Linked DNA regions of Urocitellus parryii: region 1 is linked to region 2. The links are chromatin contacts, called in public Hi-C maps. All regions are on one chromosome and are shown on one strand. Each heading gives the region's core, a stretch centred on a gene start, on an enhancer-like site or on the middle of the called end of the contact. The rest is flanking DNA. Distances are from core to core; before and after follow the strand shown. Region 1 holds the start of Suclg2 (succinate-CoA ligase GDP-forming subunit beta). Region 2 holds the start of Kbtbd8 (kelch repeat and BTB domain containing 8).

Region 1 (2,953 bases), core at 340-2,839, 330 kb before region 2:
TAAATTGACATGCCTTTATCTACATGTATCTACTAAGGATGAAACATGGGCCAACAGGTAAATAATTGCATTAGCTGTGCAAAGGATAATATTGAGTAACATTCTTGCAACTTTTCTGTCAATTTAAAATTATATCCAATCAAAAGTTAAAAAAAAAAAAGACTAAACTACCAGCAATAGCTGCCTACCTCTGTTTTATTGTATTTTCTCTCAAGGTCAAACATTGAAGAATAAGGTTAAAAAGTTCTAACCTCGGGCTTAATGGGGTGAGGGCATGGATTTGAATCTCGTAGTTATTCTTTATGAAAACTGTGATTTCCACCAAGTGACTTAACTTTTTTGTGCCTCAGTTTCCTCTTTGGGAAAACAAGGATTTTGCATTTGCTTCCACTTAAGGTTACTGTTAAGGCTGTTTGCATCTGTCAAGTGCTCCGACACAACTCAAGAGTTGCATCGTTATTATGCACGTAATGTGCGCAGAGTCCTGAGACTCCACACAGATTCTCCGTTAAGATTACTGGTTTAAAATCCATCCATAGCTTTGCATTGAATTCAGGTTAAGGATCAAAAGCAAAAAGCAAACAAACAGAAGCAAATCTGGTACTATCAGCCGGAGTCCGAGTCAGGAGGAACCCAAGTTCAAGTTAGTCCAGGCAGAGACCCCCTCAATATCAAAAGGGCTTGGGGCTCGGCGGAGGAGCGCCCCTGGGTGCCATCCCCGCCACCGGGAAAAACAGAACCGGAGCCTCCACCTACTTCAGAAGACTCCCTGGGCCCGGGATGCAGGCTCCCCGCGCCTCTCCAAAGTCCTCGGGGCCTTAACTGGACCTACGTCCCTGGACAGCCCTTGCGGCCCAGGATCCGGGAGTCAGCCTCAGGGCGCCCGCTCCCGGCCCGGGCTGTCAGCGCGCCTGCAAGACAGGGCCCTCTGGATTTCAGGAGCGCAAGGCTCGGCTCTCCCAGAGTGTGGCTCGCCAAGAAGGTCATCAGGCCTCAGGACCGCCCACTGTGAACTTGGGCCTGGCTGGACCTAGGGCGCCGCAGACAGCAGGCGGAGAGAACACGGTGGGGCTGAGGGCCTAGGGCGTGGCCTCCCCTACCCGAGCGCGCTCGGCTGACCTCCCGTGCGCGCCTCCTTCCTGCGCTACGGCCCGCCCCTCTCCCTCCGGACCTCCCTCTCCTCTCCGCCTGGCTTTCCCCGCTGCTCTCCTCCCCGTCCCGCCCCCTCTCCTCCGGTCCTCTCTCCTCTCCCCTCCCCTCCTCCCGCCCCTGCCCAGCTCTCCTCCCCGCCCCTCTCCTCCTCCCCGCCCCTCCCTGCCTCTCTTCTCCTCCCCGCCCCTGTCCAGATCTCCGTCTCGCCTCTCCCCGCCCCTCCCCAGCCCTCCTCCCCGCCCCTCCCCAGCCCTCCTCCCCGCCCCTCCCCAGCTCTCCTCCCCGCCCCTCCCTGCCTCTCTTCTCCTCCCCGCCCCTGTCCGGATCTCCGTCTCGCCTCTCCCCGCCCCTCCCCAGCTCTCCTCCCCGCCCCTCCCCAGCCCTCCTCCCCGCCCCTCCCCAGCCCTCCTCCCCGCCCCTCCCCAGCCCTCCTCCCCGCCCCTGTCCTCCTCCCAGTCCTGCCCGCGGCTCCCCAGTTCCTGGTGAAGATGGCGCTCCCCGTGGCCGCGCGCTCTGCCCGGCTTCTGCGAGACCCCGCGCTGCGGCCCCGGCTGCTGGCCGCCAGGTGCCAGGTGAGCGCAGCCGGTGAGGGGAAGGCGCCTGCGCGGCCTCGCCCGCCGGACCCGCGCCTTCCTGCGCCCCTGTCGCTCTTGCCCCTTCTGTCCTCCTGCGCCCCTGTCCCTCCGGCCCGCTCTGTCCCCTCCTGGCCCGTGTCTCCTGCCCGCGCTGCGCCCCCATCTCCCGGTTCCCCCGGGCCCTTCTTTCCCCTTCTCCGTCTGCCCCTTCTGTCCGCCCCTGTTCCCTCCGCCAGGCGCTGGACGCAAGTTCTGGAAAAGTTTAGGAAGAGTTCCTCCGTGTTCCCGAGTCCCGAGGTTTCACTTCCGCGGCTGCCAGGGCTAGTTCTGAAAGTCCGAGGCTCCGAGCGCGCGTCAGGCAGGCCACGTGGTAAACATGCCTGAAACCTGGGCCTAGCAGGGGTGCCACTCACCTGACCTTGGACCTCCTGCCGGTTCCACTTCTGTGGACTGGAGGGCGCTCAGCTGGTGAAAACCGGAAGCCCTTTCCCTCCCTTCAGCCAACAGCTGCTGGCCGGTCCACCTTCTCCGTGCTCTGGGGAGAGTCACATCAAAGGAGGGCAGTGGACACTGAAGGGCTGTCCCAGCTTGTCCCCGGTGTGGACTGTACTGCTGGCTGTGGGGCTTCACACAGGGGGAGACCGTGGGGCGAAGTCCTGTGGGCCATGCTGTCTGAGAAGCCACCAGCCCCAGACTCCTGGTTCCCACAGATTCTCTCTTTTTTAAGAAGGGACAGTCTGGGGCTCAGCCATAGCCCATCAATGACCTTGCCCATGGCCCCATTTTTCACTGATAAGAGGCAAATTATCACTCATCCATTTTCAAACAGGATGTGCTTCCTATATTTCTTAAGAAAACTGGAAAAAAAAAATAGCTGATGCTTCTCCAAGTTACTCTAAGCTTTGCCTCATCAAGACACCTGAGTTATGGTTTCCTTCTTCCTCTCCTTCCATTTCCTGACATCCCATTTCTCTGTTTCTGTGAATTTAGAAGGCGCTGATACTTATCCTGTAAAGTCACAGTGTGTTGGGGTGGTAAGAGGAGGGCGCTTTAGTCTAATTAAAATCACTAGTCACAGTTGACCCAGAGGAAAGAGGACACCTCCAGGGGACCGACGTCACAGAAAACAAGAATCAGGGTGCTCTGAGCGTGGACTTGAACTCGGGAGACGTGGCCCCGGGCCAGTGAAAACCCAAGGGAAGGAAGGACTTGTACAGGGAAAACTT
Region 2 (2,704 bases), core at 199-2,698:
TTAAATGTTTACTTTTCAACGTTTTATGATAAACCAACCTAAATTAAAGTGATAAAAATGCTTCTAAAATCTTGGAAATAATCACTAGTTTGGTGCCTATAACACACACAAACTATATTCATTTTTACTCTACTGCTTTTACCCCCATGGTTTTAAGACAATGTACTGAATGGTCATTTGTCATTTGTTGGTGAAGGACAAGTTTCTATGATTTTAAACTCCAAAAGAGATACACATACTAAAAAAAAATGCATCATGAGTAATTTTTTGGAACAGATTCTAAATCAGCACTGCTTAATTAAAAAAAAAATTTGTAGTTGTAGATGGACAGCATGCGTTTATTTATTAATTTATGTATGTATGTTTATGTAGTGCTGAGGCTCCAACCCAGTGCCTCCCACGTGCTAGGCAAGAGGTCTGCCACTGAGCTACAGTCCCAGTCCCCCTGAAAACTTTTAACGATGCAAATGCTGTTTATCTGTGCTGCCCAATACGGCAGCTACTAAGTAGCACTGCAAGTGGCTACTAAGCACTTAAACTGTGTTTAGTGTACTTGAGGAACTGGTTTAATTTAAACGATTTGTTCAAACGGCGACATGTCGCTCGTGGCTGCCATGTTGAGTAGCACAAATCTAGATTCCCTGGTCGTGAATGTCAAACCACCAACTTTAAAACAGCCACCTGCGCGCTGGAGGAGCCCCTGAAGCGAGCAGCAGGGCCCGGTAGGGACGAGACCCGCGGTCCCGTCTCGTGAGAATCGTCACCGTCGTCTCACGGAGGGGTCGGTGCGGACACCAGCAGGAGTCCGGCGCCCTCATACCTGAAGTAGGGGCTGATGGCAGCGAGGACGTTCCGGTGGCAGGAAAAGGTCTTCCCATGGTCCACTTCCACCACGATGTCCGTCAGCTGTGCCTCCTCGTACATGGCTCTGAGCTGCTTGAGGACACTGCACGCGTGGGAGGGGTCCACGGCGTCGCCGGCGGCGTCCGCAGACGGGGTCCCGTTCGGCGTCGGGGACTTACTTAGATCTAGGGAGGAAAACTGGCCGTAGGACCACGCAAGCTCCGGCCAGCCCCGCGTCCCGGGGCTCTCGGCGCGGCTCCGAGCCCGGCACCACGCACGCCGGTCCGCAGGGCCGAGAGGCCGGCCTGCGGCCAGACGCGGCGGCCTCCGCCAAATCGCGCCCGCGCCCGCCACGGGACGCGCGGCGGCACCGGCGAGGTCCGAGACCGCAGAGCCGGCTCCGCGCTGCAGCGCTACCCGAGAGGCTCCCCCGCTGGTGGGTCCCGACGCCCTCCCCCGCCTCAGGCCCGCCCAGTCACCAGCCCCGACCACCTACGCACGCCCTCCATCCTGCGCCCCCGCGGTGCCCACCTGCGCACGCGGCCATGGCGCGCTGGGCCCGGCTCCAGCTCTTTAAAGAGGAAATGTCATTTCGCTTCTCTCGCTCCCGGGTTCCGGCTCTTCTAAGCTCTCCGGGCCAATGGGGTGGCCTATTAGCCTGGCTCCGCCCCCACCTCACGAACTACTGGCACTGATTGGCCACAACGGGTGAACGTGCGCGCCGGGAAATGTAGTTTCATTGTCTCGCTCCCGCGTGGTCGGTCAGGCGGGGACCAGGCCGGGGTTCCTATTGGCCGGCTGGGGCGCAGGTGGAGCGAAGGGCTGAGCCAGCCCACGCCGGGATTCCTATTGGCCGGTTTGATTGGGGGTGGAGCTCTGGGATTCGGCGGGGCCAGGACCGGATTCCTATTGGCTGGCTCGCGCGGAGGTGGAGCGCAGAGGCTGTACGGAGGCTGTGCGAAAGAACGCCGGGGTTCTTATTGGCCAGCTCGGGAGCAGGTGGAGAGATGGGTGTGTCAACAAGAAAGGATAAATTTTATTGTTTATGTGTTTCTATTTACTCATCCTGTGTTTCTGGCATCTAACAGGTGTCTGCCACCTTATTGATATTATTAAAAAGAAAAAAAAATAAAGCACAAATGAACTAGCATGGGTAATGCTAGACTTTTGAATGTAAGGGTGAGTTACCAGTGAATGGGAAAGAATTTTATTAGAGAGGGAAATCTACTTAATAAAGGATATTGGGATTTAGATTGTGATTGAGAAATGGAGAAAGACGAAAAACAATTGATTTCCGTCCACTAGAAATGGAAAGTGGCAAGTTCCCATGCAAATGTACAGGAAGGAAGTGGTGTTTCCCCTAGGCACTTAAGATTGTATGAAAATCCTTAATGCACAGTTCTGCGTGGATGAATTTCATTTAGTTTTTGATTCTGGTAACTTTAAATGCCCATTTTCTATGATTTCAATTATTAAAATAGTGATTTTGCTCACAATATTGATGGTATTAAGAAAAATGGCATAAATTATCAGGGCTCCCAGATTTAGCAAATAAATGTGCAGGATATTCATTATTAGAGACATATCTAATTGAAATATTATTTGTTGTTAATTTGAAGTTAAACTTATTGGTCTTTTCAGACCTTTTAGAAGAGGGGAATTTCTACTGAATCCTAAAGGAATTCTCAACCAATTAACCCATAGGTTTGGCAATAGTTTAATTAATTAAAAGAAAGATTTCTGATTGTTTGACCCATAAAGATTTCTAAATGTAAACAAAAAAATAGCAATTTATAACTACAAAGTTACAATTATATTTTATTTTACTTGGCAGATGGCATTGCATAGTAAAGATTTCCTT

The links. A called contact is a pair of places that touch in the nucleus more often than the background predicts.
Region 1: a contact with region 2 is called in a Hi-C map of muscle, with 3 times the contacts expected there. The contact joins the promoter of Suclg2 here to the promoter of Kbtbd8 in region 2. A contact is called at or near these places in 2 of 2 Hi-C or Micro-C datasets (liver and muscle).

What each region holds. Positions count from the first base shown.
Region 1 is chr16:433,725-436,677 of mUroPar1.hap1, reverse strand. Suclg2 (succinate-CoA ligase GDP-forming subunit beta) reads left to right here and starts at 1,589. Exons shown (of 11, transcript XM_077793498.1): 1 at 1,589-1,724. The coding sequence starts at 1,641.
Region 2 is chr16:104,470-107,173 of mUroPar1.hap1, reverse strand. It overlaps Kbtbd8 (kelch repeat and BTB domain containing 8), which reads right to left and starts at 1,448. Exons shown (of 4, transcript XM_026381757.2): 1 at 1,375-1,448; 2 at 821-1,028. The coding sequence starts at 1,390.